Regions from separate parts of the Rattus norvegicus genome. Here region 2 is linked to region 1. The links are chromatin contacts, called in public Hi-C maps. All regions are on one chromosome and are shown on one strand. The core of a region is the stretch at or near the end of the contact, and the rest is flanking DNA. Distances in the headings are between cores, read along the strand shown.

What was found. A called contact is a pair of places that touch in the nucleus more often than the background predicts.
Region 2: a contact with region 1 is called in a Hi-C map of Schwann cells, with 3 times the contacts expected there. The contact joins the promoter of LOC134480368 here to the enhancer-like site in region 1. A contact is called at or near these places in 7 of 12 Hi-C or Micro-C datasets (the A7r5 cell line, the Rat2 cell line, Schwann cells and 4 more).

What each region holds. Positions count from the first base shown.
Region 1 is chr9:57,094,688-57,100,793 of GRCr8, forward strand. No RefSeq gene overlaps it. Among named protein-coding and RNA genes, the nearest start is that of Stat4, 17 kb to the left of the region's middle. Within about 2 kb of position 3,269, at least 15 of the 93 cell types and tissues checked have an H3K27ac peak or open chromatin away from gene starts, as enhancers often do. A contact at or near this core is called in Schwann cells, where this site is marked.
Region 2 is chr9:57,147,449-57,153,554 of GRCr8, forward strand. It overlaps LOC134480368, which reads right to left and starts at 3,737. Exons shown (of 2, transcript XM_063267897.1): 1 at 601-3,737; 2 at 1-423. The coding sequence starts at 769.

The DNA of each region.
Region 1 (6,106 bases), core at 2,019-4,518:
CTGAACTATAATTTGTTAACATAAATTGAAATACCTAATCCCTGTCCTGCTGTTAATATACCTACAGTCCTTTATAACCTATATAACATATGATCCTAGCCAAGTAACATACATCTGCTGATGTGGATGCAGATTTCCCTTGCCTGTACTGTAGCAGCAACAACCACTTGCACGTTGTCTCTAGTGTCTATTGGGGATCTTCCAAGAGGTGAGAGGATGTGAAGAAGGAAAAAGGAAGAACTAAACAAACATTGCCTCTTCTAGGAAGATGGCTGTACAGTAAGCATTTGGGACGACGGGAAATGAAACATCTCTTTAGTCTAATCAGTTTGGTCATTTCATGAGGAACGAGACAACCCAACATAGACCCATCTGATAGGGTGACTGATTTTTTTCTCCATCTTTATTAACTTGAGTATTTCTTATTTACATTTCAAATGTTATTCCCTTTCCCAGTTTCCAGGCCAACATCCCCCTAACCCCTCTCCCTCCCCTTCTACATGGGTGCTCCCCTCCCCATCATCACCCCATTACCGTCCTCCCCCCCAACAATCCTGTTCACTGGGAGTCCAGCCTTGGCAGAGCCAAAGGCTTCCCCTTCCACTGGTGCTCTTACTAGGATATTCATTGCTACCTATGAGGTCAGAGTCCAGGGTCAGTCCATGTATAGTCTTTGGGTAGTGGCTTAGTCCCTGGAAGCTCTGGTTGGTTGGCATTGCTGTTCATATGGGGTCTCGAGCTCCTTCAAGCTCTTCCAGTCCTTTCTAAGATTCCTTCAACGGGGGTCCCGTTCTCAGTTCAGTGGTTTGCTGCTGGCATTCTCCTGTGTATTTGCCACATTCTGGCTGTGTCTCTCAGGAGAGATAAACATCCGGTTCCTGTCAGCCTGCACTTCTTTGCTTCATCCATCTTATCTAGTTTGGTGGCTGTATATGTGTGGGCCACATGTGGGGCAGGCTCTGAATGGGTGTTCCTTCAGTCTCTGTTTTAATCTTTGCCTCTCTATTCCCTGCCAAGGGTATTCTTGTTCCCCTTTTAAAGAAGGAGTGAAGCATCCACATTTTCAGGGGTGACTGACTTTAATACAAAACTTCACACTTGCATATTGCCACGTAGAGAGCAACAACTATACCTAACCTTTCCCCAAAATACTTTTTTCCCTCCATCTTTATTAACTTGGGTATTTATTTACATTTCAATTGTTATTCCCTTTCCCAATTTCCAAGCCAACACCCCCCTAACCCCTCTCCCTCCCCTTCTATATGGGTGTTCCCCTCCCCAAAATACTTAATATGAGCATCACCCACTCCAAATTCCTTGCCACACACCGAAATTATCCAAAGTAACTAACATCAGAATTGTGGAAAACACATTGGAAAGAAAGAAGTACAGTGTTCTGTCTCCTTTATGTTGAAATCGTCAATAATAGCTCTATAGTCTGAAACTAAGAGAAACCAAACTAAATTGAACACTTCCACAGAAGCATGGTTGGTGACTCCACAATGTGTAAAAATAACGGATTCAGTCTCAGCAATGAAGAAACTCGATAGCATGTCTTATTTTCCCAGAAGTATTTGACTGCATGACATTAGATCATTCATGATCAGCTGTCCTAGATTATGTCCTTCACCGAGCTTGTGGGGGCTGCAAAGTCGTGGTTTCATGTAATACCATAGCTGTGAAGTAGTCTTACACACAGTGAGAGAAGAATGTTTAATAGAAAAGCACAACTTTAAGGATGGGTGCTCTCTCATATCTGTGAGTATGTGGATGATGGTCAAGTTTTCAAAGTCCCCATTCCTTGGCCAGTTCTGAAGACAAAGACTCTGTCCGAGCACTAGAGGGTGCTATTTCCACATGGAAAGCAAACAGGGCTGGGGTTTGATAGTGATTTACCCCTAAGTTCTTTTACATTTGAACAGCATGGGTATTCTTTGGCTGCTTCTCACTTGTGATTGTGTATTTTTTTAATAGGAACTCCATGCTGGACCTTATCAACTTGCCGTATGTACAAACATACATACATACATACATACATACATACATACATACATCAGGGTGAATTAGGAGGGAAAAAAATAGGAAAGGAACAATAGCCATGCCAAATGACTATGAGTATTTAATTAACTCTTGGCATGCTTGAGCCTGAAGAATGACTCACTTGGGACAGAGCTGAGATAGGAATTCCATTAATGTAGGTTAAAAGACAAAACTAACAAACAGAAGCAAAGCAAAACAAAACAAAACCCCTCTAAGTCTTAGATGCTCAAGGATCTCAAGTCTACAAAGGGTGGTAACGCCAAAGGGTGGCTCAGGCCTCCTATCTCTATCTTGTCACAGCATCCACTCTAGCAAATGTCTAACTTTTAAAACCATCTAAACAAAGATGCTAGAGTCACATAGCAAAGTCTCCTTCCTTAGACAAGTGGTCTCTGGCTTTATCTTACCAATAAGTCGCTGGTTTTTAAGTTCTTTGTTTCGGAAGCCGAGAGCCAGTGATGTTGGTTGGTTGGTTTGCTACATAGCCTTTTTAAAAGAAAGTTCTAACATAGCATAGAACTCCAACACTCCTATTCATTTATAATATAAACATGGCCCCCACACTCACTTTCTTATCAATGCATAGAATAGGAAATTCCAAGTATTATGTAAAAGAGAGATTACAAAAGAAGGGATTGTGGGATCCACAGTAAAATACAGAAGAGTTGTATGTTCAGGCTCTCTAAAAGATGGCTCTCAGCCTGCCAATCCCCTCAGGGTAAAGAAGCTTGTCCTGTCTAGCCCTGTCAGAAACATCCGTTTAATGAGCTGTAATGTGAGACTTTGACATAACCAGCTGCACAGTGGTAACTCTACTGTAAGTACATTGTCTTCTTGCCCAAATCCAATACTGCTCCATTGTAAACAAGAAGTCTGGCTTTACTTGGCTTTCCACTAAAAATATTTAAACTAAAACAGAAACTGACATCATAAGGGCAGGCTGAGTTCCCTGTGTTTAGATTTTGCACCATTTCTTTACCGTTTCCAGAAATTTCCACCGGATGCTGCTTAATAGCTACAACAATGGGTTACATACAGAGATTAACAGGGGAAACCCGATTAAATCATCCAGACAACTGATCTTTCTGCAAAGATCAGGCTCTCCAGATTGGGACTTTAACACTCTGCTTTGGGCCAAGAGCCAAGAGAGATGTACAGTGACTCTGTTGTCTTCCTGCTCAATTCTGACAGAGCACTGAACTGTTTTAGTTGGCTCCACTCATACCCCACTTAATGCCTTAAATGGGAACTTCCAGCGGCGCTGCTCTTTGCCTCGGAGATAGCCAATGGCAGCAATGCTGTCTTGTGGCAGGCAATTACCTCTCCTAAATGGTGCCTGGGCTAAAGTCAAGGTCAGGTTACCCCTGAGAACACCAGGAGACAAAGCCAACCTGGGAAAAAGAGCGGCCCAGTCTTGTCTGCTGTAGCTGCATTGTGTAAACCCTGGCTCAGAGTCCCTATTGTTTCAGGCTTATTTACTCAGCTGGCAGAATTTACTCAACAGCACAGCTGAAACCCTGAGTTTCTCACCTCTGGGCAGTGGGCTTTCTAGCAAGTGAACAGTGTGCTCTCCCAGATACGTGTCCATTCTGACTGTAGTTAACTCAAGTTTTTCAGGGTGGGCCTTGTGACTAGAAGTTTCCCGGGTGGTTGTCATAGACTCAAATTCATCTTACTTTTCTTTGTCAAGAACACCCAGGCCTCAGTCGAGCAACATACTTTTGAAAAATGACCTACGCTTTGTACTCATGCGTTTGGACGGCCAACCAGGGTACCCAGTCTTGACTCTGTCTTTGTGATTGAGAAGTAAGCCTAGAGAGAGCGAGAAAACTCCAGGAAGAAAGCAGATTGCTTCCAAAGCAGTCATAGTCAACCGTGGAGGGGTAGGACTTACTTTACAGAGCGCTTGCTGAAGTGGCTGACTTTTCTTCAGGGTAACAGCTGTTTAACATTTCCTGGAGAACTGGGGAAGTGCCAGGACACTGGGAAAAGAGCCAACATGACATAGTTGTTACAAACGGGGGAAAGGTTTAGTAGAAAAAAAAATTAAGACCTATAAGTTCAACTTTTATAGGTGGAGAGGAAGTCTTGACAGCGAATAAATAATAAATAAACAAGATACTGATTTTACATGAGCTACATGCCTCCCGAGCCAATCTAGTATTTTAATCTGCCAACAAGAGATCTACAGATATCTGTGGACTAGAGGTAGGGCCGTAAGTGCACGGGAGAAAATGATGTTCATACGGACAAGCCCTAGGAATCATGATCACACTGGAGTAGCTGAAATGGAGAACAAAGTGAAGGTTGTACCTGGGACAAGGGGGCAAAACCTAAGAAAATTCAATTCACCTGAGATATTATGCTATCTCCTGCTGTTAATAGAATTTCTGGGTTGGAGGGGCAGATGATGGGTTAAAGAGGCCTGCAGCCAAGCCTGACAACCTGAGTTTTATCCCTACAGTCCGCGTGACAGAAGGAGAGAGCCAGCTCCTGCAAGCTGTGCTTTAACTTGCACATGTACACCACTGCACACATATGCCCTCCTACATAAATAAAAACATACAAAATAAAGGAAGCCATAACTTTGAAAACTTGAATTTCCAAGCCTGGGTCCATAGAGAGTGTTTAGTTCCTTTGAGACAAACAGCTGCCATTGACTACTTTGGATAATACTGTTTCTTCATTCTCCTTCCAGTAATTCATATTCAAGTGTGTATGAGCGTATGCATGTATGCATGCATGGGTATGTATACATGTGTATGTAAGCATGTATGTATGTGTACATGTGTATATGCATTGTACACATGTATGCATGTATGTATTTATTTGTTTTTCAAGACAGGGTTTCTCTGTGCTGCTCTGGCTGTCCCGAGACTTGTTCTGTAGACCAGACTGGCCTTGAACTCACAGATTTACCCACCTTTGCCTCCCAAGTATTGGAATTAAAGGCACAAGTCACTTCTGCCCAGCTCAGCCATTCATTTGTTCACTAATACCTACCAAATGTCTTGTTTATTTTTATTGATTTCATGTGTGTACATAGTCAAGTGAGTTTGGAGGCCAGAGGTCAGGGACAATACTACCTTCATTGCTCTCCATTGTTTTGTGAGACAGAGTCTCTCTCTGAACCTAGGGCTTCTGGGTTCACCAAGGCTGCTTAGCTGGGAGGCTCCAGGGGTAGTCATATTTCTGCTTCCCCGGGGCAGGGATTACAGGTGTGCACTGCCACACCCATTCAGGGAGTACTTTACTAATTAAACCTTCTTTCCAACCCGAAATCACCTCACTCTGCCTGGTTTAAGGGGATTATCTAACTAGGGTGGCTATGGAGAAGGACGGACACAGGGACACAGGGACACATAAAAGCTGGGATGGGTTGGTCCGGGATCTCTGATGAAGCAACCACAGCACCCCGGACATAGACATGTTCACTCTGTACAGCTTAAGCAGGGGGTGGGGAGCTTGTTCCGTACAGCACTCTTACCTACAAATAAGGAGGCAGGGTTTAGGGCACACAGCCGAACAAGGTGATAGGCTTAGCTAATCTCAGCAGGAGTGGTCTCTGTCAGGGAGCACTCTTCAGGCCATAATATCCATGGAGAAAGCCAGGGTGGACATTTTCTGCACACGCATTTCACTCAAACCAGAGAAAGGCTTTGCCATCCTTTGACCCTCTTTGCCACACATGTGGGTCTGAGGATTTGGTTTTTGTAATGGCTGTGTCCATTTCAACAATGCACAGCCACTCAGGACATCATTTCTTCCCAATATTGAATGCCTTACTTACATATTTAACTGCAATTATACCCAGGGATAAAGAAAGTAAAGATGTTAGCTGGTTGATTAGCCCCAATGGCGACCGTGGTATGTGAAAGCATTTTGATCATGACGTCAGCACTACTGTTACCTAAAAAGTGTCTAAGAACAGCAGTTACGTAACTAAGTCCTGATGGCCTTGTTCTACTACTCTGAAGATTTAGACTAAGCTATGGTTTTTTAAAAATTAGTAAAAATGTATGTCTGTTAGAACTTGGACTCTTTTGCGCTGTCTTGGACTTTGAGT
Region 2 (6,106 bases), core at 2,487-4,986, 53 kb after region 1:
TAGGACGAACTCCTTGTCCAATCATGGTCTTTTTCGGGTTAACCTGAGCGCACGCTTTGTAACTCTCAGTCACCTTTTGTATCGCTTTGTCCCGATTCAAAAAACACAGATTTATCTCTTCCCAATCTAGTAAGGTTTTTATCTTCTTAAACCCCAAATGGGTTAATTTATGTAAAAAGGAGATCAATTCAAAAGTCCTTTGTAGACCCACTGTTTTAGTTGAGGGTGGTAGATGGCCCCCATTTTTTTTTAGGAGCTCTATGTCCTCATGGGCATAAACCCAACTGGTTTGTCCCACTGGTGGGGGCGTGGGTTGGTCTGGGCTATTTAAGGGCAAGATTTGTTTGTTCATGGCCGCTTCTCGCGCCGTGGCATCGGCCAGCCGGTTTCCTCGTGCCTCTGGGTTGTGTCCTTTCTGGTGTCCTGGACAATGTATAATACTCAGTCTTTTGGGCAAGAATAGGGCTTCTAAGAGGGCCAGAATTTTAGCCATATCTTTACCCTCAGATGTGAGCAGCCCCCGCCTCCGGTAGATCTCCCTGTGGATGTGTGCCGTGGCAAAGGCATAACGGCTGTCTGTATATATATTTAGCCTCTTACCTTTTGTCATCTTGAGCGCCTGAGTCAAGGCGATGAGTTCAGCCCGTTGTGCGGAGGTACCAGCAGGCAGGGCTTTCGCCCAAATCACTTTGTCCTCCGTAGTGACCGCAGCTCCAGCCTTTCGCTCTCCCTCTGCCAAGAAGCTGTTGTCATCTGTGTAGGCAGTCATGCTGTTTTGTCTCCTCTGGTAGAGGAAGCAAGGTGGCAGGATTGAGGGCGACTATGGGCCCAAACTGAACCCGTTCTGCATCCAGTAACAAGGCTTGGTAGTGGGTCATGTGGGAATTAGAGAGCCAGCGGTCTGGGGGCTGCTTTACCAAGGCCTCCACTGCGTGGGGTGTTAGGATGGTGAGTGGCTGTCCCAAAGTCAATTTTCCAGCGTCCTTGATCAGGACAGCAATAGCAGCCACCATCCTTAGGCACGGTGGCCAGCCGGAGGCCACAGGGTCCAATTTCTTAGACAGGTAGGCCACAGGGCGTTTTCAGAGTCCCAACCTTTGTGTTAGGACCCCTTTAGCATACCCCTGTTTCTCATCGATGAACAGTTACTGAGCAAATTGTAAGGGTTTGGAACAGTCGGATGAATATCTTCTATCCTCTTGTTGACCTTTCTCAAGTCTTGTATTGGCCTATAATCTCCAGTGTCGGGTTTCTTAACAGGCAGAAGAGGCGTATTCCAAGGCGACCGGCAGGGGACTAGGATGCCTTGATCTAGAAGCCTCGTAATGTGAAGCCTTATACCTTGATAAGCTTTATGTGACAGGGGGTATTGTTTTATGGAGACTGGAGTTGTAATTAAGGGGGGCTGTTGGAGCGCCAACCCCATCCCACCAGTCTCTGCCCAAGCCAGTGTCCTGTCCCGGTTCATAGGGTTAGAACTTGAAGGGGAGTTCCGTGGGGGCCAGTTATTTGGGCCCCTCCTTCCTCAAAATGAATTTGTGCTTTTAGTTTGGTGAGCAGGTCAAGGCCCAGCAGAGGGTACGGGCAGTCCGGAACATGTAAGAAGGAATGGGTCACCTTACCGGTAGCCAGCTGAACCCGGCGGTCCGTAGTCCATCGGTATTGTTTCTCACCAGTAGCTCTTTGTACCCAGGCCGTCCGGTCGCTGAGTTGTCCTGAAGCTTGGGTGAGGACTGAATGCTGGGCTCCTGTGTCTACCAGGAAAGTAACCGGCTGCCCCCCAACTTTAAGCGTTACCCTGGGCTCAGGGGGGGGCTCCTGGCCCTGACCTCCCTAATCTTTATCTAGAGCCAAGAGGGAGGTTTGTGGTCGAGGCTTTCGGGGTCCGCCAGGCTTCTTGGGGCACTCTCTGGCCCAGTGCCCTTTCTCTTTGTAATAGCCACATTGATCTTTATCTAGCTTCAGCCCCTTTCGAGCTCCCCCCCTATCTCCCTTCCTTTCTTGGCCCTGAACTACGGCGGCCAAGATTCGACTCAATTCTTTGTTTTTTTTTTTTTTTATCTCTCTCTTATTAAAAATCTTTTCAGCTTCTTTAAGTAAATCCTGTAATGTATAGCCCTGTAAATTTTCTAACCTCTGTAACTTAGTCCTGATATCTGGAGCAGCCTGCCAGATGAAGGACATAGAGACACTCGTCATTTGTCCTGGGTCATCTGGGTCATAGGGAGTGTACATACGGTAGGCCTCCTTAAGTCTCTCTAGAAAGGCGGAGGGAGTTTCCCCTGCTTCCTGTAATACCTGTTTTACCTGAGCCAAATTAGTAGGGCGTCGTATAGCCCCTCGGAGACCCGCTAGAAGCAACTGGCGATAAAGGCGTAGGTGTCCCTTACCTTCAGCTGTATTAAAATCCCAGTTTGGTCTCTTAAGTGGGAATGTAGCATCAATTTTTTTAGGCAGCTGGGTGGGACGCCCATCATCTCCCAGAACATGCTTTCTGGCCTCTAGGAACACTCCTTGTTTTTTTTTTTTTTTTTTCTTGAGGTTAAGAGGGCCTGTAAGAGCTGTTGGCAGTCATCCCAAGTAGGCTGGTGGGTAAGTAAAACAGATTCTATTAGGTCGGTGAGTGTCACCGGATCTTTGGAGAAAGAAGGGTTGTGTTGTTTCCAATTGTAAATGTCAGCTGCTGAAAACGGCCAGTATTGGGTCTGGCCACCGGTTCCCTGTCTAGGTGGGAAAGCCTGGGAGGTTGAAATCTGGCATCACCTCTCGCTTATTGTGCAATCTCCCTGCGACAGGGGAGAAACCCTTATCAGACTGTGGCCCGGCAACTGATCTGGCCGGCGGCTCTGCCTCCTCCGTTTTAGCCGGGCCTGTCAGAGAGAAGATCTATGAGAGGGGAGTTTGGGTCTGCCAGGAGGACAGGTTTCTTAGAAGGCTCTGATTTCACAAAGGTAGAGAGAGGAAGACGTGGCCGGCAGACCGGGCGGGGCCGAGGGGACAGGCTGGGGGTTGAGGGGAGGCCAATTCGGGTCCACGAAGGGTTCCGCCCAGGGGGAGGGTTTTAAGGCGAGACTCTCTCAAGTGATAATATAAGAAACCTGGTCAGGATGTCCGTGGACGACCCGATCTTTAACCTGTAAAATAATGATCTTATTAAATGTGTCATTCACTGGCCATCCTGCTCCGAAAGTGGGCCACTCGGATGTGTAGAGAGTCTGCCCTTTTCCTTTTTTTTTTTTAACCTCGACGGACTGGTTGTGTGCCCGGTCGTGGACGTCTTCCCAATGATCAAGAGTGAGACTTAGGGGCATTGTTAGGGACTGTCCCATGTTAGTTCTAAGGAAGATTAGAACACAGAGAAAACAAACAACACCAACAGTCAAACAAACAACAGACAGGCGTGCTGCACGGCTTTGGTACCAAACTGAAAGCAAAAAGTCAGATGGAGGTGGCAAAGGTCCGGGGCCCTCTGAAAGCCAAAAATACAGACAGAGGTGCCGTTAGTCCGGATCTTTCTCCTCCCAGATTGGGCCCCGAAAAGTCGGGCCCCTAACACCCTTGGAACGTCTTCCAGGGCTGCGGGGCGAGAAGTCCGAGCTCGTCAGCTCCTTCTTCGTCCCGCCCAAATTCCAAACAACCTGGCTGAGCGCTCACAGAACAGACCTGGCTGAGCGCTCACAGAACAGACCTGGCTGAGCGCTCACAGAACAGACCTGGCTGAGCGCTCACAGAACAGACAGAATAAGGCAGAACGAGACAAAATCAGGCAGACAGACAGACGCCGGCCGGCTTACCTCCCAGTGGGTGGTCGGTGGTCCCTGGGTGGAGGATCTCCTTTCCCGGCCAATGCACCAAATGAAAAGCTCTCATGGAGAACTTTCCCTCGGGATGGAGACCCTCCAACTCCAAAGACCAGACCGAGACACCACAGGATGCAATCAGCAAGAGGATTTGGTTTATTGATGGGATACACAGGCACAGGCACCTGCGGGCGCTTCAGTCACTCGGGGGACTGGCGCGCCCCACGGAACCAAGGATGGGCTTTTATAGGATTTTGGGGAGCAGAAGCAAGCATACAGAAGCAGATGCATGGTTACAGGGATATAATTGGTGGATTCTAATATGGCAAGGGTTTAGCCCGGGGGCAAGTTTCCTAGCTACCTTCCTGAAACATAACGGCTGACTCGGCCCCCCAAGGGTTCAGCCCGGGGGCAAGTTTCTTAGCTACCTTCTTGGAACATAACGACTGACTCGGCCCCCCACCAGGGTGTGGGACCTCTCCCGGGGCTTTTTTTCATTGTCAGGTGCTCAACCGAAGTCGTCCTGTTGCCAGGCCTTCAACCAAACACATCCTGCTTGGCAGCTGCTGTGTACTCAGTGTTCTAACCTTTCCCTGAACTAGTCATCTTAAGTACAGCCTTGCAAAATGGTGTTACTGCTGCTAAGCTGGGGTCTTTCAAAATGTTTAAATCATAACAGAAATCCATTTATGAGTTATGACCTATTATTGATACTGGAAGCTAACACAGGTATAATTAAAGCCCCCCAGCCTAGTTGTCAGGTGCTCTGTCCAGAGAGAATGCTTTTAGAAACTCAGGTGGTGTTTACCTTATAAAAGTTGCCCTGGCCTTGTGCACTCATTTATGCAGTTAAAACCATGATGTCTAGAGCAGGCTACCAGAAACACAGTTCAAGAGGAACTTTCTAATCCCCAAGGTCTCGGAAGTGTGAACGGCAGGGAGGGAGACTGAGCTTCTAAATTCATGGTGCTTCCCTCCCTCCTCCTCTGTGGTCACCTCCCTGTCCTTCACTCTTAAGTAATTCACTGATACGGTCTCACTAAATAGCCACAACCCAAATTCATAGACATCCTTCTGCCTCATTCTCCCAAGCCCTGGGTTACCTCCTGAAGGCCGCTCAACCCAGTAAAACACAAAGCTTCGGTTTATTTTTTTCGTCCTGAGGATCATTTGGCTGCTACTGCATAGATCTTGTCACAACACTACATTTTGCACTCTTCTATCTGGGGTTCCCTATGAGGACATCTACCATGCCTTGGAAGGGTCCTGTTTACTTGCGAATAACAAAAATCATCTCATCGTGGCTTAGTAGGAGGTGCCAAGAATGGACGTTTATGAATGTTGCCTGGCAGGGATGGGGCATGCCTCAGGAAGGGAGGTGCATTATCCGGGGTCACCAGACATAAAGAGCATCTCCGCTTAGATCTGATCTCACCTCTCACCATCTCCCTCATCACACATGAAGTCTGTGAAATCTAAGTTATTAGTGGGTGGGATTCCTGTCTCTCCTTGTTGCTTTCCAGCCTGCTTCATCAGATAACTGGAAAAGGTTTCTAGAATAAATGGGAACTTTAATCTGTGGCTTGACGTCCAGTTCTAATGTTTAGCCTTCTCTCTCAAACCAGTCTCCTTTCAAAGGGGAGGATCCTCCAGGAATTCCAGAAATTGCTATGTCCATTTTCTCTTAATCCCGTGGAGAAGTATTTTCTTTCTCTATGAGATAATGAAGATAACATATAATGCTTACTGAATATCTGTTGTACATCAGGAGCTGTCCTAGCACCTTACATGCACTAATTTATTTAAATCACTTTGCCCACATGACATAAATGTTATTATCCCTATTGTGCAGACAGAAATTCCAAATATTGGAATAAAAGTTTGTTTGCATATACAATTTCCCTTTCTATGAGAAACAAGAAAGGCATTCAGTAAGAAAGGCAAATTCTTGACTTGTTTCTTAGCAAAGTTCATAGTTTACTCAATAGAAATCAAACGATATAAAATAATAAAAAGGTTAATAATTCTTCAGGATTCTGGCACTACGCTAAGAGTATTACTGTATACCAGTAACTCCTAAAGTCCTCGTGGCTGTGGAGTTAGGGATATTAAAACTAAGGAAGAGATTAAGGAGAAACAAAACTGTCCACTAGGTGGCACTCATCCCTCCGAATGAAGGGTGTGGGCGGGAACCCTTGGGATTATGTTCTCAGAGAAGCCGAAGATTCAGATGGCTTTCAAATTCCTAGGCTGAGAGCTTTTATTGAGGTGCGTTGAGGAGCAAGATACCCTCAAGTGAACTCTAC